Regions from separate parts of the Mus musculus genome. Here regions 1, 2, 4, 5, 6 and 7 are each linked to region 3. A link is a contact called in public HiChIP or PLAC-seq and promoter capture Hi-C data. All regions are on one chromosome and are shown on one strand. Each heading gives the region's core, a stretch centred on a gene start, on an enhancer-like site or on the middle of the called end of the contact. The rest is flanking DNA. Distances are from core to core; before and after follow the strand shown. Region 1 holds the start of Zfp799 (zinc finger protein 799). Region 2 holds the start of Zfp472 (zinc finger protein 472). Region 3 holds the start of Cyp4f17 (cytochrome P450, family 4, subfamily f, polypeptide 17). Region 4 holds the start of Rrp1b (ribosomal RNA processing 1 homolog B (S. cerevisiae)). Region 5 holds the start of Zfp870 (zinc finger protein 870). Region 6 holds the start of Cyp4f13 (cytochrome P450, family 4, subfamily f, polypeptide 13). Region 7 holds the start of Zfp952 (zinc finger protein 952).

What was found. Promoter capture Hi-C pulls out the DNA fragments that hold promoters and counts their contacts. HiChIP or PLAC-seq counts read pairs in DNA pulled down with a chosen protein or histone mark. Capture Hi-C pulls out chosen DNA fragments and counts their contacts.
Region 1: a promoter capture Hi-C map of hippocampal neurons shows a contact between it and region 3, with 2.4 times the contacts expected there. The contact joins the promoter of Zfp799 here to the promoter of Cyp4f17 in region 3. A contact is called at or near these places in 5 of 39 promoter capture datasets (the C10 cell line, embryonic stem cells, hippocampal neurons and 2 more), 1 of 15 datasets of contacts at CTCF or cohesin (the NIH/3T3 cell line), 2 of 115 datasets of contacts at active chromatin or transcription factors (embryonic stem cells and neural tube) and 1 of 9 other capture datasets (pancreatic islet).
Region 2: a contact with region 3 is called in a promoter capture Hi-C map of adipose tissue. The contact joins the promoter of Zfp472 here to the promoter of Cyp4f17 in region 3. A contact is called at or near these places in 3 of 39 promoter capture datasets (3T3-L1-derived adipocytes, embryonic stem cells and hematopoietic stem and progenitor cells), 7 of 115 datasets of contacts at active chromatin or transcription factors (bone marrow-derived macrophages, embryonic stem cells, epiblast stem cells and 1 more) and 4 of 9 other capture datasets (adipose tissue, embryonic stem cells, liver and 1 more).
Region 4: a contact with region 3 is called in an H3K27ac HiChIP or PLAC-seq map of T-cell acute lymphoblastic leukemia, with 5 times the contacts expected there. The contact joins the promoter of Rrp1b here to the promoter of Cyp4f17 in region 3. A contact is called at or near these places in 11 of 39 promoter capture datasets (the 3T3-L1 cell line, 3T3-L1-derived adipocytes, the C10 cell line and 7 more), 1 of 15 datasets of contacts at CTCF or cohesin (pro-B cells), 30 of 484 Hi-C or Micro-C datasets (the Ba/F3 cell line, the C10 cell line, CD4 T cells and 18 more), 9 of 115 datasets of contacts at active chromatin or transcription factors (the SCID.adh cell line, T-cell acute lymphoblastic leukemia, bone marrow-derived dendritic cells and 5 more) and 1 of 9 other capture datasets (embryonic stem cells).
Region 5: a contact with region 3 is called in an H3K27ac HiChIP or PLAC-seq map of epiblast stem cells, with 3 times the contacts expected there. The contact joins the promoter of Zfp870 here to the promoter of Cyp4f17 in region 3. A contact is called at or near these places in 3 of 39 promoter capture datasets (the C10 cell line, cranial neural crest and pre-B cells), 4 of 115 datasets of contacts at active chromatin or transcription factors (bone marrow-derived macrophages, epiblast stem cells, pancreatic cancer cells and 1 more) and 1 of 9 other capture datasets (embryonic stem cells).
Region 6: a promoter capture Hi-C map of stem cell-derived epiblast-like cells shows a contact between it and region 3, with 4 times the contacts expected there. The contact joins the promoter of Cyp4f13 here to the promoter of Cyp4f17 in region 3. A contact is called at or near these places in 4 of 39 promoter capture datasets (the 3T3-L1 cell line, embryonic stem cells, liver and 1 more), 3 of 115 datasets of contacts at active chromatin or transcription factors (bone marrow-derived macrophages, epiblast stem cells and stem cell-derived neural progenitor cells) and 1 of 9 other capture datasets (embryonic stem cells).
Region 7: a contact with region 3 is called in an H3K4me3 HiChIP or PLAC-seq map of embryonic stem cells, with 4 times the contacts expected there. The contact joins the promoter of Zfp952 here to the promoter of Cyp4f17 in region 3. A contact is called at or near these places in 2 of 115 datasets of contacts at active chromatin or transcription factors (both in embryonic stem cells) and 2 of 9 other capture datasets (adipose tissue and macrophages).

What each region holds. Positions count from the first base shown.
Region 1 is chr17:32,828,919-32,831,618 of GRCm38.p6, forward strand. Zfp799 (zinc finger protein 799) reads right to left here and starts at 1,343. Exons shown (of 4, transcript NM_177359.5): 1 at 1,171-1,343. The coding sequence starts at 1,173.
Region 2 is chr17:32,964,462-32,967,161 of GRCm38.p6, forward strand. It overlaps Zfp472 (zinc finger protein 472), which reads left to right and starts at 1,370. Exons shown (of 4, transcript NM_153063.3): 1 at 1,370-1,468. The coding sequence starts at 1,448. It also overlaps the pseudogene Cyp4f41-ps.
Region 3 is chr17:32,505,182-32,507,881 of GRCm38.p6, forward strand. Cyp4f17 (cytochrome P450, family 4, subfamily f, polypeptide 17) reads left to right here and starts at 1,303. Exons shown (of 13, transcript NM_001101445.2): 1 at 1,303-1,397; 2 at 1,713-1,911. The coding sequence starts at 1,714.
Region 4 is chr17:32,034,797-32,037,496 of GRCm38.p6, forward strand. Rrp1b (ribosomal RNA processing 1 homolog B (S. cerevisiae)) reads left to right here and starts at 1,366. Exons shown (of 16, transcript NM_028244.2): 1 at 1,366-1,808. The coding sequence starts at 1,679. It also overlaps a transcript of Hsf2bp not described here.
Region 5 is chr17:32,890,341-32,893,040 of GRCm38.p6, forward strand. It overlaps Zfp870 (zinc finger protein 870), which reads right to left and starts at 1,263. Exons shown (of 4, transcript NM_207245.2): 1 at 1,101-1,263. The coding sequence starts at 1,103.
Region 6 is chr17:32,946,070-32,948,769 of GRCm38.p6, forward strand. It overlaps Cyp4f13 (cytochrome P450, family 4, subfamily f, polypeptide 13), which reads right to left and starts at 1,292. Exons shown (of 13, transcript NM_130882.1): 1 at 1,244-1,292; 2 at 736-934. The coding sequence starts at 933.
Region 7 is chr17:32,991,789-32,994,488 of GRCm38.p6, forward strand. Zfp952 (zinc finger protein 952) reads left to right here and starts at 1,351. Exons shown (of 4, transcript NM_001045559.1): 1 at 1,351-1,470. The coding sequence starts at 1,450.

The DNA of each region.
Region 1 (2,700 bases), core at 93-2,592, 320 kb after region 3:
TGGAATTTAGAGGAAACTTCCCTTGAGTGAAACCCATAGGCATGTTCTCATAGGACTAGCGGATGTCACTGAAATGTGAGAGAAGACAGGGTGGGGTGGGGCTGTTCTGGGATACTCTGTGCTTTGGGAACTATCAGCTTTCTGGCCTACATGACTGTTTTGTTAAGCAAAAACTCTGCACTGGTTTATTCTGAATATCAATATCAACAAAGAACAAATAAAGGCACAATTTAATAATCTGTCTCAATAATGACGCCTGACAATATACCAAATCATATATACATGCACATAAAACTCACCAGCCTAACCAGATATAACCCCCTGCCTGAGACTATAGAAACTGCAACAAGCTGGTTGACGGGTCATAGGGTCAATTGTCAAAAGCCAGAAAACTTATCACAGGAAAAGCCCCGTCTCTACCCTAGGACTCCAGCTCTAGGACCTCAGCTCACTTCAAACAGGCCTTCTAACAACAGCCTGTGCTCGGAACGTGCATTGGACATTCTACACCCTCACTGATAAGTCTTACCAGTTCTCTGCCTCCAACTTGAGAACCTCCTATATTTTCAGCCTTTCTAACCATTTAGTAACTTGCACTTTGTATACCATTGTGTTAAATGGTCATGTGTTACCTGCCTATTGATAGTAATACTTAAGATAGGGATAAATGCATCGTGGTTGCCAATGGCCAGCTCTCAAGGATAACCAGGTGTACTCATCAAATCCTAGCCGATAAAGGCTGAGAAATGACTGACTGTTAAGTAAATTGGGACACTGAGCAGACATAAATGCAGCCTACTTTTTTTTTTTTTTTTTTTTTTTTTTTTTTTTTTTTGACAACGTGCATAGAACCCGGGCTCACCTCGCGGTTTTCCTACAAATCCCCTTACAAGAGCCCAAACCCACGGTTCCCCACGACTCTCCGCCTACACCTCCCAGACTGCGGAGACGCAGGCTGCAAGCGCCCAGCTGACCTGAGACCCCGCAGCACTGAGCTCTCAGCAAAGGACAGGACCGCAGCTCTGCCTGCTGGTCCAGCTCCATCCAGAGGGACCCGGGCAGCGCGGCCCAGCAGAGCAGATGAGATGCAGACTCAGCTGCCCTGGAAGGCCGCGTCCCCACTGCCGCCTCCGCTTACAGTAGCCTCCTCCCTACAGCCTGCGCACGCACCATTTCCAGTCACCGGGTGTCCAGGTGACCTCCTGCGATTCCCGCTGTCAGTAGGGGGGACAGAGATACCGAGGAGAGAGACCTGGGGGCCGCAGTCAAAGACACAGGACGACAATATGGCGGGGACACACAATGGCACCCCAAATGTTGTGCTTTCTACGTCACCGAAGACCGAAACTCCTCATTGGGCAGTTCACACAGCTACCAAACGTTCTCCTTGATTGGCCAACAATCCGTGAGCCTGCCTCCTGAATCCTGAGTGACAATAGAAACATCTCCTTCCTCCCTGGAAGACTTCACAGTTGACCCTGGTTCCTACTCTGGAGAGCACCTGGCCCCACCAAGGTTTTTTCTCAGATGCACTACTTTTATCGTTCCTTTTTGGTACATTTATTTATAGCTCATGTTTCAATATCACCACACAAGATATTTTGATGATCCCAGAAGGGCAAAAGTCAAAGGGTTGGGGCTAGGGAGATGGCTCCTTTGAAGTTCTTCTGGAGAACTCGGGTTGGCTTTCCAGAACCTCATCGTGGTTCACAATTGTCTGTAACTCTTAATTCCAGGGGATCTGATGCCTGATGCCCTATTTTTGCCTCCAAGGGCACCATGCATGCAATGGGTGCACAAACCATACCTGCAGGAAAAATATACCTGCACACACACACAAAATAATAAAATGAAAAAAATAAAAATAATCAGCCTCCTTCCTCAAAAGCACAGGTCTTCCAAACCCCCTCATGTATCATCTCATCAAACAAGCAAGCGACAACAAATTTCTGCTTTGTGTTGGCCAGCTGCTCCCACATACGGGGCCTCATTTGGAGTGTGGTTGATGTTCCCTGTGTCACTCCATTAAGGAAAAACAATTTTCGCTCTCCTAGCATCTTGATTAGGAGTGGGACTTTGCTACCACTTCCCCTTCCCTGGGCTGGGATTTTTGTCTAACTTTATTGAACTTATGTAGGTCTTGTACATGTAGCCACTGTCTCTCTGAGTTCTTATGTGCACCAACCCTGCTTATCTGGAAAACACTGTTTTCTTGAAGTCACCCATCTCCTCTGGTCTTACAAACATTACACTGCCTCTTCTACAGAGATCTCTACCTTCATTAGATTTTTTTTTCCTTTTTTGATTCTTCAGCTAAGACAGTAAGAAATATGATGTCATACAGACCCTAAGAAAACACAAATGCCAGCCCAGGCTACTATATCCAGCAAAACTCTCAATTACCATAGATGGAGAGAGCAAGATAGTCCATGACAAAAACAAATTTACACAATATCTTTCCAAAAATCCAGACCTAAAAAGGATAATAGAAGGAAAACTCCAACACAAGAAAGGAAAGTACACCCTAGAAAAAGCAAGACAGTAATCTTCTTTCAACAAACCCAAAAGAAGACAGCCACACAAACATAATTCCACCTCAAACAACAAAAATATCAGGAATCAACAATCACTATTTCTTAATATCTCTTAACACCAATGGACTCAATTCCTCAATAAAAAGACATAGACTAACAGACTGGA
Region 2 (2,700 bases), core at 120-2,619, 460 kb after region 3:
GGACCATATCTTCAACACACAAGCTTTGGTATTTAACATCAAACCCCAAACTAAAAATTAAGTCATTTTATCCAGCTATACCGTTCTAGATATACACGAAGAGAGTAAATGTCACCATGTAACTAAGATTCCTGCACACATATTTATTGCAGCATTGAGCATCCAAGTGATGGAGTCACCCAAGGAGCCTAGCAGTGGAGGAACAAATGGATAGAATATATGTGGTATTTATGAAAGTGAAGTATTATTCATCCACAAAAGAATGTTGTTTGCAAAAAAAAAAAAAAAAAAAAAAACACGGAACTGGAGATCATCATGTTAGGGAAATGAGCCAGGCTCAAATCAACAGATATTACATGTTTGCTTTTATATGATGAGCCTAAGTAGGCAAAATGAAAGTAGAAGGATGTTTATTAAGGCAGAGGGATTTTTAAAAAGCCAATCAGAGTGAACATAATCAAAGTTATTTCACAGAGGAATTTAAACAGAAATCAGTTTTGGTTTGCTATCATGGCTTTTCCCAGCTTACTCTGATTGAAGAGCAAAGGATTTATTCAAAAGTGACGTTATGACACTATTTGTATGTCGGAAAAAAAAAATACCAGGAAGAGCCCGCTGAGCCCAAGAGGCTGTGAATGGGGCTGGAGAGTTGGTGGATAAGGGCGCATGATAAACACCTAGGACTGGAGTTCAGATTCCAGCACTCACGTTAGAGATCCCCTGCACATTTCTGAATCACTATCTATGAGGACGGCTCAAATAAGAGGATCGCTGTGGCTAGCTGGCTTCCATTATTAGCCAAGGAAACCCGAGCCCCAGGTAAAGTGATGAGTGAAACAAACAAACAAACAAACAAACAAACCCTGCCTCAATGGAAAAGCGAGTGGACTTCTGCCGTCTTCCGGCCTCAGTGAGCACTCGCGCACACACGGATTCATCCACGTAGACACATAAAACTAACAAATCTTTCAGAAGCCCTGGACCTGTGTGTGGTGTAGACGGGAGAATTCTGACTATATAGCTCTGGCTGACTCGAAACTCAATAACGTAGACAAAGCTAGCGTGGAACTGGTATTAAAAAGTGCACCACCACTCCCGGGCTGGAAGGTGTTCTGAAATGTGATAACCCTCCAGGATGAAATCACATTTATTTCGGAGAAAAGGTATGAGCTTGGACAGGGCAGTTGTTGCAATCTGTACTTACAGACCCATTTCGGTGGTAAGCGTTGCTGAACCTGATAACTCAGTTCTAAGGAGTTGGGTCCGGAATAATTCACGAACCAGGGTGACTGTTACTCCCCTGAGCTATCCAATAAGAAGCACGGATAGTGGAGGGTGGCTCCCTTGCCGCCATATTTGAGTTCCGGGTAGCTGGAGGGAGGAGAGTTGTGCTTGAGCTTCCCGGTGCCTGTTCTGCCGACTGCCGCTCAGTAGGAAGAACGCCTGGATGCATCAGAAGCAGGAAATGGTGAGTGTGCCCTGGACTCTTGGAAGGTGGGCGGAGGGTTCTGACACTGCCACGGCTTTGCTGTAAGGTGGCGCCGGCTCCCCGACGTGTGCAGCAATTTGAGATGGACTTTGGGAGTGCCGTCAACCCGGGTGCACTTGAGTTGTATGCTCTGTTAGCGGAGTCCCGTCCTGTCCCTTCCCTGTGAAGCTGCTTCGTCCCTAGTTTCTAGTCCTCCCATGACGAGCCTGCGCCGCGAACCCGAGCCTCCGCTGACATTGCAGCTGCCAAGTTGGTGACGCCGCGTCCAGACTGCGGTGAAGGCACGTGGGTGGTGTGCACTGTTTTGCACTTTTTCATTTCCTTGTTCCCTGCTTTAGTTTTACACTGTGGTCATCCTGAAGAGAGGCTCGTGCTCGTGTGTTCTCTCTCTCTCTCTCTCTCTCTCTCTCTCTCTCTCTCTCTCTCTCTCTCTCTCGGCTTCTTTTTTAAAGTACTAGGGATGGAACCTCAGGTCTCATGCTAAGCGAACGCTTTACCATAGACCTGTAGACCTGTATCTCCATCCCTCATCCTGAGTTCACAGCTGGATTTGTTAGCTGTGATAGGCAAAATTCCCTATTTGTATGTACTGATTAATTAAGCTGATCATTTCTGAAGTAAAGGTTAGATTTTGGAGACCTTTTCCAAAGGAAAGTCTCGATAGCAGTGAAAAAGCCCAGGGCAGGGAGGGATTGTGTTGTTCTGTCCGTTTATACGGGATTTCACTGGGTACCATTGGCTGGTCTGGAAAGAGTTATGTAGACCAAACTAGTCTGGAACTCTAGATCCTCCACAGTGCTACGTGTGTTTCTGCTCATATGGGAGGGTATTCTGGGACTTGGAAGCCCAGGAGCCATACATACAGCTCTGAAGGGAAAAGGTGTCCCAATGAGGACATCCTCAAACACGGGAGCCCAGGAACCACACAGCTCTGAGAGGAAGCCTCCTCAGCAGTTCCCAGAGGAGGGTATCCCCAGCTGAGCTGAGGAGTTTAGGAGCTTACAGGCTTCAGCTGCCCTTTCTCTTCTCTTCTTTGCTTCTTTTCTTCTTAGCTTCTTCTGATGAGAGCCACTCCAGGCAGTAGATCTTATAAAGGAGACTTATTGGAGAGAAAAATGGAGAGGGATGGCTGCCCTCTGCTCCCAGAGCTGACTGACATGGGAGAATTGGACAAAGGGCAGGACTTGGATAGGATTTCTTAGAGAGTGGAC
Region 3 (2,700 bases), core at 53-2,552:
TGTGTGTGTGTGTGGGCACACGTGCCTGTCATGCCATGGGTGTGGAGGCCAGAGGACAGTTTGCAGGAGTCAATTCTCTCCTTTCATCATGCTGGTCAGTTCTATGGAGCAGAGTGAAGCTGTTAGTCTTGGCTGCAGGTGCATTCACACTGAGCCATCTTCCTGTCCCCTGAGATAGCTTAGCGTCCTTTCACCCTGAGCTAGAATCTTATCTGCCTCTTGTAGTGAGATATTTCTTAGAAGCAGCAGATCCATGCTTGTGCCTTTATCTGGGGTGCAGTTGAGACTGAGAACACCCGAGTTATTGAAAGGTGTTTGTTGATTCCTGCAATTTTGTTGATTTTGTTTTCCTCCTTCTTCCTCTCTTGCTTTAATAATATTCTAGTGTGTTTTATTTATTTATTTATTTATTTCCTGGACTTTGTGGCCTGATTTCCCCCTCTTCAGCCTGAAGGATTCTATCAAGCATCTTCTGTAGAGCTGGCTCAGTGCTCATAAATGCCTTTGTTCTATTTTTACCGCTGATAGTTAAAAAAAATGTCCTTCTTTATGACAGACAGCTTTTCTGGATGCAGCAGTCTGGGTTGGCAGTTATAGATATCTTTTACGGCTTGAAGTCCGTCACTTGCGCATCCTTGGGCTTTTACCCTTTCAGTTGAATGAATAATAGTGTTATTCAGATGGGCCTGCCTTTGTATTGTGAATGGTGTTTTTCTCTTGGAGCTCTCAACGTGGTGCTGCTGACCCGGAGCCCACAACCCCCTCTCTCTTCTCGCCTGCCTGGATTTCCCCACGACTGGCGGCTCAGCTTGACCCCTCCCACCTACTTCCTAACTGAACTCTGGTCCCTCAGCTGGGAGTTTTAATCTTCAGAATCTCTTTTAGTCCGTTCCAGCACGGCCGGATTCTTTGTTTCTGGAAGTCTTGTCTCCACTCGGAACCTGGATTACTTGGAGGGAGAATTCTGCCAGGTTGTGCAGCTGGTAGGCAGAGGCTCGGATCCTTTCAGTCCGAACTGGAAAACACTGCCTGCTGCCCTCTAGCCTGCAGGTCCTCAGAGGACCTGCGGAGCCTAGTGAGAACGGGACAGATTGTAAACTTTGGGTCTCTAGACACCTTTGTCTTGGTTCAGATGGAAGGTGTTGAATCCTGAGGACCCTGCTTGCCTGGACATGTGACCCTGGATTGGCTCCAATTGCTTCGGGTTGGCCCCGCCCCCGCCCCGCCCCCGCCCCCGCCCCCCGCATTTTGATATTCTACCCAGGCTGGGAGGAGGGCTCTGGGCCACCGAGGGATTGGCTCAGTCCAGCTCATCGTCCTGCTCAGCCGGTAGCCAGGATCAAAAACATTTCCAGGGAAGAGCGGACGTTTCTGGGACGCATTACTCCTGAGAAAAGGTGCCGGACTTGGGACACACGGAAGGCCCCTACTGAACAGTGGAAGCTCTGTTACAGCTGGGGTGGCTCTGCAGGCAGGCCTGATTTCCCAGTTACTACGCTACATACCTGTGCTTCAGTCTAGGCCAACGCAGACTATAAACAGATCCTATCTGCCTCTCTCCTGCCTGATTCTCTGTCTCTCCGTAGCCCTGGGTGTCCCTTTTCCTTCCTGTGTTCTAGTCCTCTAAGTCACCATCTCTGTCCAGTGACCATGGAGGGCCACCTCTGTCTCCTGGGCCTCAGGATCTCACTTCTGGCCTATCTTTCTTGCAGGATGCTACAGCTGGGCCTGTCCTGGCTGGGACTGGGGCCTGGAGCTGCCTTCCCATGGCAACTTCTGCAGTTGGTTGGGGCCTCCTTGTTCCTGGCTCGAATTCTGACCTGGATTTGTGCCTTCTATGACAACTACTGCCGTCTCCGCTGCTTCCCCGAGCCCCCTTCGCGGCACTGGTTTTGGGGTCACATGAGCATGGTGAGTGTGGCAGCAGGTAGGTCTGGTGTGTCAGGAAAGGCTCTTAGGAACCTGGGAGTCGTGAGAGGGTGGAGAGGTGAGGGAGGGAGGCTGAGTGAGTCTCTATCTAGTCACATACCCGGCATATCTACTCCTGGCCTCTGTCTACACCACGTTTTGAGGCTTTTTTCTTTTTTGCCCTTTCTCGTTCCCAGCTAACTTCGGATCACATTCTGATAAGAACTCATGTTTTAAGATCTCTTTCTGTTGCTTGTTCAGTCCTGTTCTGTGTTGTTAGTGCCCCCCACCCCACCCCACCCCAGGATAGGTTGAGGGAGCAGAGCTCTCCCCCTCAATGTGCTATTTCACTTAACGTTGTTGGAGTTGAGCCTTTCTAGTGGAATAAATTGGGTATGCTCCTTTCTTAGCCCATCTCTGCTGGCCAGAGTCTCTTGAGGGACAGCGATGCTGAATGGCAGAAGTTGACATCCCTCCTCTCCAATTTTTAAAATTCTTTCTCTCTCTCTCTCTCTCTCTCTCTCTTTCTTTCTTTCCTTTCTTCCTTCCTTCTTCTTCTTTCTTTTTTTAAATGAGATTTATTATATATTGTATATAATATATAAAACATATAATATATTTTTATATATTTATTATATATTATATAATATATAAAATATATAATATATATATATTATATATTATATATATATTTTATATGTATGTATCTTGCCAACATTGGTGCTTGTGTACCATGTGTGTGCCTATTGCTCAAAGAGTTCAGAAGAAGGCATTGGATCTCCCAGAACTGGA
Region 4 (2,700 bases), core at 116-2,615, 470 kb before region 3:
CAGGGAAAACCTCATCGTCCCTTGGCCCCAAGTGCTTCTGTGCCAGCACTTGGGTGGCGGAAGCTGGAGTTCAAGACAAACTTGCTACATAGCATGGGAAAATCTAGGCTGGGCTACATGGGGGTAAAAAAAAAAAAATCAAAATTAAATCACCAAAGCTTGGAAGAATATACTAATCTAATAATTCTCATGTTTGATAACGTAGAGTTTTAGATGTCCCTAAAGTTTGCACAATTGTTAAAAGCCTTCTTTTATGTTGGTTTAGTATGTTCCCGCTTGTGCTGGTTTATGTCAACTTGACACGAGCTAAAGTCATGGGAGGAGGGAACCTCAGTAAAGAAAATGTCTCTATAAAATCAGATTGTAGCAGGCCTGTAAGGCATTGTCTTAGTGACTGATGGGGAGGACCCCACCTATTATGGGCGGGGCCATCCCTGGACTGGTGGTCCTGGGTTCGGATTTCTGAGTTCGAGGTCAGCCTGGCCTACAAAGTGAGTTCCAGGACAGCCAGGGTTATACAGAGAAACCCTGTCTCGAAAAAAAAAACAAACAAACAAAAACAAAACAGGCTGAGCAAACTGCAAAGAGCACGGCGGTAAGGAGCACCCTCCATGGCCTCTGCATCAGCTCCTGCCTCCAGGGTCCTGTCCTGGGTGAGGTCTGGTCCTGGCTTCCTTCCATGGCGAACAGTAATATGGAATGTGAGTCAAAACAAACAAACAACGACAACAACAACAAAAAAACATTTGCTCCCCAGCTTGCATTTTTGGTCCTGGTGTTTGAAAATCTCACTACCCACTGCTTAGAACTGTGTGTTTTGAATGCAGGACTTACAGAGTCAAGTTAGATCCTCAAAATTTCCCTCTACAATAGACATCCCTGCATCTCACCCAGACGTCGTGTGTGTGGATTTGCTGATTCCCCATTCAACAAGCCTGCACCTGTCTCAAGATGCGGCGGAAGGCTTGCTGTCTTGCCACTACACACCCCTAGATCTATCCTAGGACCCTGCAAAAAAGGATTGCTCACTACACCACACCTCTGTAAGTGCCCCTGATGCTGCAGGGATGGGTTGTTCTCGCTCCTCTACAAATCTCACACCTGCCCTAAAAAGCTGCAAGGGTCTCCTCTCCACCTTTGCACTTGTCCCAGGACATTGGGAGGTTGGCCACCCCCTCTATAATGCTACATCAAAACTCAAGGCACTATCTTGGCGGAAACGGGGCGGGGGGTTGGTTGTGGGGGCTGCCCCTGTGCTGTCGTCAGCCTTGGGCTGCCTGGATGACGGCCTTCCTCCTGGGTCTCAAGTCTGTCCAGGGAAGCCCGCCGAGTGAATGGAGGTAGTAGCAGGATCGCCGCTTCCCCGATAGACCTTTGTTAGCTGTGCTTAGACTCTAAAACTGCATCAAACCAGCCGTAGGCGTTCTGCTGGAGGAGACCTGACCTCCAACTAACCGCCCTGTCAATCGCCCTGAACCTGGGCCACTCTCAGGACGCACTTCAAGCAGCGTTGCTACGGCGTCTACCCGCACAGGGGCCACGCGGGCTCCCTGGGCGCGCGGCGAGCGGCGCACCGGTGACGCCATCACCCGCGCGCCGCAGCCCATACGCAGACGCAGTCCGGATCGCTTGGCGGCGAGCGGCACGCGCGCAGCCTGGGGATGCTGAAGCGAGTGCGATGGCTCTCGCCATGCAGTCTTCCGAGTTCCAGTTCGCCCAGCGGCTGGCCTCCAGTGAGAAGGGCGTCCGCGACCGCGCCGTGAGGAAGCTGCGGCAGTATCTCAGCGCCAGGACGCAGAGCGACACAGGTGCGGGCCTGGGTCCGCGCCGCTTCGTGCGGCGAGGGTAGCGCCATTGGGCGCGGGTGCGGGTGCTACGGGCTGTGTGGCGGAGCTCCTGGCCCTGAGTCCAAGCTCACCACTGGCCCAGTTCACCGAGGCTCGTTTGTGTTTCTCTTTGCCTCCCTTGGATAGTGTCTGTAGACGCTGGAGTGCGTTAGTTGCCCTGAGAGGAACTCTGGCAATGTGGTGGCAGGACCTCGTGGCGATGGAGTGGAGTATGGGTGAATGCGGGAATGTATACCGGTAGTGTGGAAAAGTGCAGGAGAAAGTCCCTCTAAAGGAGCCTCCTGTGCTCTGCTGAGATTTTGACAAGAGGAAGCTGGCCAGGCAGACGCAAGAAAGAGCTAAGTGTGCCCCAAGCCAGAGAAATCTAAGTTGGCGCGCAAGGCATGTTGAAATAAAATTGAACCTGGGGGCAGTGTGGCCACATCACTGGCTTTTTCGTTTGTGTTTTAGCTGCCGTGGAATGCATTGCAGGGATTTATTTAAGTGATCCAGAATAGGTTCTGTAACTCCTTGAGTGAATGCGTAAAGTCTAGACTGCAGCCTACTGTGGGGGTTTCAGGTTGCAGCCAGTTGGCTGAAGTTTGAGTTACATGTTGCTAAATCTACTTAAATTTGAAGGCGGGGGGGGGGGGGGCGCGGAGAGATTGCTCAGCGGTTCAAGTCTCAGAACCCACGTGGCAGCTCAACCCTTTCCTGGAAAGGAGTCACCTCCTCTCACCTCTGCTAACATCGGGCATGCACGTGGTGTGCATACATAGAAGCAAGCAAATCTCATAGACCTCAATTAAATTTTTTTAAATGGTTTTTGATTGAAATCTGCCACAGGTGAGAGCACATACCATTCATTCCAGCA
Region 5 (2,700 bases), core at 13-2,512, 390 kb after region 3:
AAAATTGTCAACTCCTGGATCACCATGTCCCTCACCACAGCAGTTTCTTCGTGGCAAAATATTCAGCCCACCTGAAAGTCACCATCCAATAGCCTGTCCTCCCAAGAGGCATTTGGCATCTACGTACCTGCACTGCCAAGCCTTAGCTGGTCCCCTGGAGACTCCCCCCTCACCTACCTCAGCTCTCTACCTGTGTCTTCAGGACAGACGGATTCTGCAGGCTCTTTAACTATTTCCTAGCCATTTGTAACCTGTGTTGTCTCTGGTTGTGTGAAATGTCCCCGTGTGATCTGCTGGTTGATGTTAGGGATTCAAACTGGAATCACTAGGTGTGGAAGTGCACATCTTTCATCCCAGCACTGGAGAGCAGAACTAGGCAGATCTGTGAGTCCAGGACCAGTACCAGCCTCAAGGGTTGTATGTTAGATATCTTGCATATCAGATGTTTACATTACGGTTCATAACGGTAGCAGAATTGCAGTTATAAAGGAGCAACAAAGGTAATTTTATGGATGGGATCACAAAATGAACATTAGGAAGGTTGAGAGTCACTGCACTATGGGCATTTATTCCAGAAAGGATGGGGCCACTCGCTGCTCCAATATGTCTAACCCCCCTCCCCCGCACACACACACCCCGGCACCCCCCACCCCATCTCTCTCTCTCAACACTGAGAATCACAAAGTCCTCTGGGTAGCTGCGCCCTGAGACACTGCATAGGGTGTGTCGAGATTTTCAGGGGAGGACGAAGCAGTTATAGGACTCGTGTCCTAACCTTCATCATCCACGCAGCTCCACCTTCATCCCCCGTAGAAGAGTCCCAATCCAACTCCCAGAGTTGGCTCCTCAGGATCCTCCCGAGACCTTGGTGGAGAAGCCCAGCTGACCCCAGACGCTGCAGCGCTGAGCGCTCAGAGAGGAAGAGACCACCGCTCTGTCTGATGGACCAGCTCCACCCAGCGGAATCGGAGCGGCAAGACCCAGCGGAGCCAGATGAGACTCCGCTGCAGACTCAGCTGTCTTGCAAGACCTGCTCCCATTGCGGTCTCCGTCTGCTGCCGCAGCATCCTGCCCACATCTAAGTCACAGGCCGAACGTACCATTTCCAGCCCCGGAGTGTCCTGGTGTGCTCCTGCGGCTCCTGCTGTCAGTGAAGGCGACTCTGATATCTAGGCCTGGCATCTAGGACATACTTCCAAATAACACAAACATGCCTAATTTGGGGGGCTGGGGAGGGGGTTTAAGGAAACAGACCTCGGTCAGACAAAGCCCCTCATGCAAGAAGCGTACTTCTCATTGGACACTTCAGACACTAAAGTAATAACCTTTACCCTGATAGGCCAGCGAGCCTAACCTTTCTCCGGATAGGCCAGCGAGCCCTTGGCTCAGGTCCTGGAGCGCTAGTGACAGGGCATACAAGTTTTATTAGGCAAATTAGCAAGCAGATTTCACTCTAGACCCCTGCGTTCTAGCCCTGTCTGGGTGACTGTGTGCATGCAAGCGAAGTTTGTTCTCTTGCTTGTAACAATTCACAGTGAGCCGTTCCTAATTCTTCCTCCTAAGAATGGGGTCAGAGCAAGAGAATTCCAGACTCTGGTCACGGAGACAACTCTTAAGAGCTGCTTTGAGTAGGATTAGGAGGAAGGGCCTTATTAAAGGAAACCTCTCAGCCCGCTCTCATCTTCCCACATCCCACCGCTATACCGCCAGTCTGTACAAGACTTTGCGAACTATTCCACCAATAAAATTCACAAAAATAACCAGGTGGTGGTGGCGCATGCCTTTAATCCCAGCACTTGGGAGGCAGAGGCAGAGGCAGGCAGATTTCTGAGTTCGACGCCAGCCTGGTCTACAGAGTGAGTTCCAGGACAGCCAGGGCTATACAGAGAAACCCTGTCTCGAACAAACAAACAAATTGACAAAAATAGGCAACCTGACTTGTCTCTCACCCTGCAGTTTCAAAAAAAAAAAAACAAAACAAAACAAAAACAAAAACAAAAAGCAAAAAACCAAACAAAACAAAAACAAAAAATGTTTACCCAGAAAACCAGTTTCTGGGCCTGTTGAAATCAGTGCCCTCCTGCCCTGCTCTCTACTGCAAAAACGGATTTTCAGAGCCTTTGTGATGTGTTCAGGTTTGGAGGCCTTATTTTCTCAGACCAATAAACATCTGCTCTTGCTGTGTGTTAGGGTTTGTATTAATTAGGGTTTTATTGCTGTGAAGAGACACCATGTCCAAGGCAACTCTTATAAAGGCAAACATTTAATTGGGACTGGCTTACAGTTTCAGAGGTTCGGTCCATTATCATCATGGTGGAAAGCATGGCAGCCTCCAGACAGATATGGTACTGTAAGTGTTGGGAGTCCTACATCTTAATCAGAAGGCATCCAGGAGGAGACTGTCTTCTCCAGGCAGCCAGGAAGGGACTCTCTTCTGCACAGGGCAGAGCTTGAACACTAGGAGCCTCAAAGTCCACTGCAACAATGACATACTTCCTCTAACAAGGCCACAAGTCTTAAAAGTGCCACTCCCTGGGCCTTGCCAAGCAATTCAAACCACCACATGGTTCTTTAGCATAACAGAACACACACACACACACACACACACACACACACACACACACACACACACAGCGGGAGAGAGATGTATAAAATAATTTACAGGCTGTGGTCTAACTAGTCCAACAATGACTGACTTTG
Region 6 (2,700 bases), core at 42-2,541, 440 kb after region 3:
TGTGACTCTGGCAGTAGGGAACCAGTGCAGCATGGAGCAAGGGGCACTAGGAATGAGGCCAGTGGAAGTGTAACCACAACTGGAGAGGCCAGAAGGGTCCCTGGTGAAAAAGAACAGTCAGACTGGGATGCAGCCCAGCGGCCAAGAGCTTGCTTCAACTCAGTACCATAAACAAAACCAAAAAGCTCAACTACTGCTCAAATTGGAAAATAGAGTCCACTGATGGTTCTTGAGAGTGAAGAGCAAGATAAGAAAGCATCAGGCCCCGAGGAGTTTAAGGGAAGAGATACTACTCACATCTCTCTCTGCCCATCGGGTACAGACACTAGCCCAAGGACAAGGATGGACTAGGCAGGGGCCAGATCTTGGCATGATGCACTGAAGCCTCAAACTCTTCGGTGGAAACTGAGTGGACTGGGGCTGTCCCTGCTCTGTGCTGCCCATCCTGGGAGCAGTTTTGCATTAACGAGGGGAAGAGACCTCAGATCATGAGTTTTGATCATAATGTGACCTAAAGCAGGCTGGGAGCAAGGAAGGGAGGAAAGGAGAAAGGCTCGGATCCTGGAGAGGCAAGGCAAGAGTGGACTGGCTGCTGGGGCGGAGAGGTCTCCCTATGTCTCCCCTCACTTCTCTACTGTCCTGTGTTCCAAACCTCTCCTGACCCAAGTGCCACAGTATCTTTCCAAACACGTTGGAAACACATCTACCCAGAGACCTACCTACTGCCACACTCACCAAGGCCAAGTGACCCCAGAACCAGCTCGGTTTAGGGGGCTGAGGGAAGCAACGAAGGCGACTGCAGTTGTCATAGAAGGCATAGATCCAGGCCAGAATTCGGGCTAGAATCCAAGATGCCCCTCCCAGCAGCAGTAGATGCCACGGAGAGGCAGTCAGGGACCCCATTCCCAGCCAGGACAGACATAGCTGTAGCATCCTGCAGGGCAAATAGGCAGAAGGTGAAATTCTGAGGCTCCGGAGAAGGGTGGGGACAGGCCCGTTTACTAGATAGGAATATAGCTAGCGATATAGACTGGGAGGACTTGGGGGCAGCGCAGGAAGAAGAATGAACATTGAGAGAGAAGAGGAAGAACACAACAGGCAGGACTGTTAGCATTCTAGAGGGCCTCAGCCTGAAGAATAAACTACGGGCGCAATTTCCAGGAGACCAAAAGTCTCCAAGGTCAGCTCCCTACAGCCATTCCAGCTGTGGGCAGAGCTCTCCCTGTTCTGAGCCAGAACTCGCCTTGTTGCCTTCCACCCCGGCACCTTCTCTCACGAGCAGCGAATCTTCCACAACTTCCTGTCTTCTCTGAAAACATTTTGTCCCGGAAGCTGTATGGGAAGTTCAGCTGGGCTGAACCAACCAATCCCTCCAACCCTCAGCCCAACCTCCAAGCCTGGGCAGGCAGCCAAGGCCAGTGGGGGCGGGTCCAACCTTAAAGGGATGGAACTAGACTGAGAGTCATAGGCTTAGGTGGGGCATCCTCAGCGTTTAACCTTTCTGCCTGAACCAGAGACAAAGGAGTTACAAAGGAGATTCCAAGTTTAGGAGTGCACCTGCCCTCCAAGGGCTAAGGGGTGGCAGATAAATCTCTCTAGCTCCTCTGCATAGTTGTCTGGGTAACAGCATGCAGAACTGTGAGGCTCTGAAATGCATTTCCTCTCCTCTCCCCACGCCCAACAGCTGCACAGCCTGGCAGAGATCGATTTCTTCCTTCTTGAACCCTAGGTTCTAGGTGGACCAATAATTGCAACCCTGCTGGAACCCACTGGGTCAGAGAGTGTAGGTTAAGCTCATGTGAGGCTGAAGCTCAGAGATCTGAGGGAACAGCTAAAAGGGGCCGTGAGCAGAGGGGACACAGGCTGAAGGTCAGATCTGGGCGTGGGCTGATGTCATAGATATGCGTTAAATATTGGGGGTCAGGAAACTTCTATTTTATTTTATTTTGCTGGTCATGTTTTGTTCTATCCTAGGTGGCTGGACTATCCAGCCTCTGTCTCCTGACCCTCCAGCAGTGCCAGGCATGGGTTTCCTCTCATGGTGTGGATCTGAAGTTGGACCAGTAATAAATTGGCAACTTCCCCGAGTTCCTTCTGTGCCACCTAGCCCAACACATCTTGCAGGTAAGACAAATTGTGGACTGAGGGTTTTGTGGCTGGCTTGGTATCCTAAGCAATGAACTGGAAGCCTTGCCCGGTTATTGAAAATGGGCTGGTTCAGGCTAGGAGTTTTATGCTAGGAGTTTTCAGTAGGGTTGGCCTCCTGGAAGTTTCCATTGTACTAGGTTTCTACCTCACCCCCAAAGTGCCTCCCATTCTAGTCATTTCTCCTCACCCCAAAAATGCCCTACCCCCATCTCCCAGTTCTCCCAGTATTTTCTCCCACCCCCACCTATTCCTTCCTGTTCTATCTGTCCCAGTCCACCCTTGGAATCTATTTTATTTCTCCTTCCCAGAGAGACCCATCTGTACCACTTTGAGCCATCTTTAGCATCTCTGGGTGTGGACTGTAGCGCAGTTATCCTTTGCAGCTAATATCCTCTTAGAAGTGAGTATGTACCATGTTGGCCTTTCTGGGAAAGAGATATCTCGACCGAGAAAGTGTTTCCATCAGGATACCTGTAGGGAAGTCCATAGAGCATTTTCTTGATTAATGGCTGATGTGGAAGGGCCCAGCCCACTGTGCCTGGTGCCATCCCT
Region 7 (2,700 bases), core at 101-2,600, 490 kb after region 3:
ACGCCATAAATCTATACACTGATTGCCTGTCATGACCTAACTGATTACATGCAGCTTGCCCACCCCTTTGCACCCTTATCATTTTGAGTTACAGGCCAAATGTCCAGGATTTCAAGGACATTGAAACTGGGTGGCCCCAGATAAGGCCCAGTCGCCAATGTGCATCACCTTCCTGACTGACTGCTCCCAGTCAGGGGCAGAGCCACAATGGAAACTCCTTTGTTCAACCCATTGTGTCAAAATATGAGTGGACGGGCTGGAGAGATGGCTCAGCGGTTAAGAGCACTGACTGCTCTTCTGAAGATCCTGAGTTCAATTCCCAGCAACCGCATGGTGGCTCACAACCATCCGTAAGGAGATCTGGCGCCCTCTTCTGGAATGTCTGAAGACAGCTACAATGTACTTACATGTAATAAATAAATCTTTAAAAAAAAATATGAGTGGACAATGCTACAGCCCACCCGGCTTCCCCCTGAACTTGTGGTTTCATCCTTTAATATGCTATACTATTTCCCTTCAGGTATGCAGTAGAGATCCCGAGCTGGCTACCTCTCTGTGTACTCAGAGAATAAAACTTTCATTTTAAGCTGCTGTCTTTGAAATCAATTTTCTTGGCTTCTCCCCGAACCTAACAGATCCACTGTGAAGCTCTTGGTCCAAAATCAGTGTTGATCTGGGAGGCTGAGACCATTTTACATTCCTGAATATAGAGGATTTCCTTGGGCAAAGAAACCTTTTTGGCTGACGTCCAAAGGCTGCTTTTCAGACCTGTTGAATCCTTTGTAGAAAACTTCGGGTGTGCAATTCCATTTTTCTCCAGACAATTTATAGTTGAATTCATTGTTGATATGTTTTAATTTTCTTGGCAGAAAACGGGTATATTGAAACACAAGGTTTGCGAAAGCTTTAGCTTAACCTCCCCAAATCTTGAGCTTGCATGTCAGGTCCTCTTTTTTTCCCTATGCCCCCAGATTGACATAGGGACTCTTCCTAAGGAAAAGTCTTGGGTTTTCTCCTTGGGGTACTGACACTAGAGGCTCCACTGTAAAGCTGTAGCATTAGTTCTTTAGGGGATAGGGTGTGTAGTTGGAAAACGCATGCACTAAGAATCCTGCTGAATGTTTCCTTAAATGCCACAAAACTTCAGGTTGCGCCAGGTTTGTTCTAGTGAAGAGCAAGCTAAAAGGGTCATGAGTGACAACTGTGATTTTAGCTGCAGCGGTACTCAGAAAGGCTGATTTCTTTTTAATTAAGCTCGTAGGAGGCAGGGGGAGTTATTCACCAATCAACGGCGCTGTTATTCCCCTGTCCAATAAGAAGCGCAGATAATCGAAGGGTTCCTCACTTGCTACCATCTTGAAGCCGGTGCAGCTGCGGGAAGAGTCGTGTCAACTCTTCTTCGGTTACTGTCACTTCTTCTAATTTCAGGCTCCTTGGAGAGGACACAGTATGCATCAAAAGCAGAGAATGGTGAGTGTGTCACGGGCTCCTGGCTTCGAGGATGGCAGATCTGTGACACTGCCAGGAGACCAGGGTCCAGTTCTGTCCCTTCACTACGAAACGGGTTTCATGCCAGTCCTTTCAGTGTGGGTCCATGCCTCGAACTTACACCTCTGCAGAATTTGCAGCGCTGGTAGATTGGTGATGCTGAACGCAAACTGCGTTTTGAACGACAGAGGGTGTGTGAGCGCTGTTGCGGGTCTTTCTGCCCTTGCACTTTCGTTTGCCCTGCTGTAGTTTTCCTCCGTGATCACGGTGTGTTTTTCTTTCGTTTTCTTTATTTTTTTCAGCTGTTGGGGGTCCCCCCAAAACAAAACACAAGCAGGCACAAGAGTCCAGCAAAGCAAGATCTTTATTTTAATTAAGCAGAAAAACCTGACCGGTCAGGGACAATAGCATAGACCCCGTCCCGGAAGGAAAATTGCACAGCATATTTCGGATGAGACCTCAGAGCAAAGGGGAGTGGAGTGAGTGGGCTGTAGCGTTGTCCAGCCGTATTTTGACATAAGGGGTTGGGCAAGGGAGTCGCCAATGTGATTTTGATGACTCCTGCGGCTTGTCACAGGAAAGGGGTAAAGGAATCATTGGTGATGAAGCCTCCCCTGGGCCACCTGGTTTCAAGGCTTTTTTCTCAGAATCTTGGTGGTCAGGCCTCATCCTGGACATTTGGTGAGTAACTCAAAATGATGAGGGGCAAAGGAGCTGGTTCCTGGGCCTGGGAACACGGACTCAGTTTGTTTCTGTCAGCAGGATAGTGAAGCTGTCCTTGAGATGCGTGGATTCAGACAACTGTCTCCTTACAGTAGGGCCAGTTGAACCCGAGGCTTTATTTATGTTAGGCAAAGGCTCCTTGTTGTGTAGAGGGCATTTTTCTCCATTGGAAATCTATTTCAACCTCGCTTTTGAGCTCTCTTTTGAATAATAATGCTGGTCAAAATAGTTAAAAGTGGAAATATGGAAAAATGGGGGGAAAGCCTGAGGGAAGGGATTCATGTAGCTGTAATTTGGTTTTCCTTGGTGGGTTTCTCCGAACAGAAAGAATTAGGAGAGTTCGTCAATTAGTCTTTAATTGGAATACAGTTCTTGGAAGAAATATTAAATCTTTGGTGTTTTTGCCTTCAACTACTTGTTCTATGTAGATAGTAATCTCTGACCATCAAGAAAGTCGGGGATGATCAGCCTGACACAAAGGCACCATTT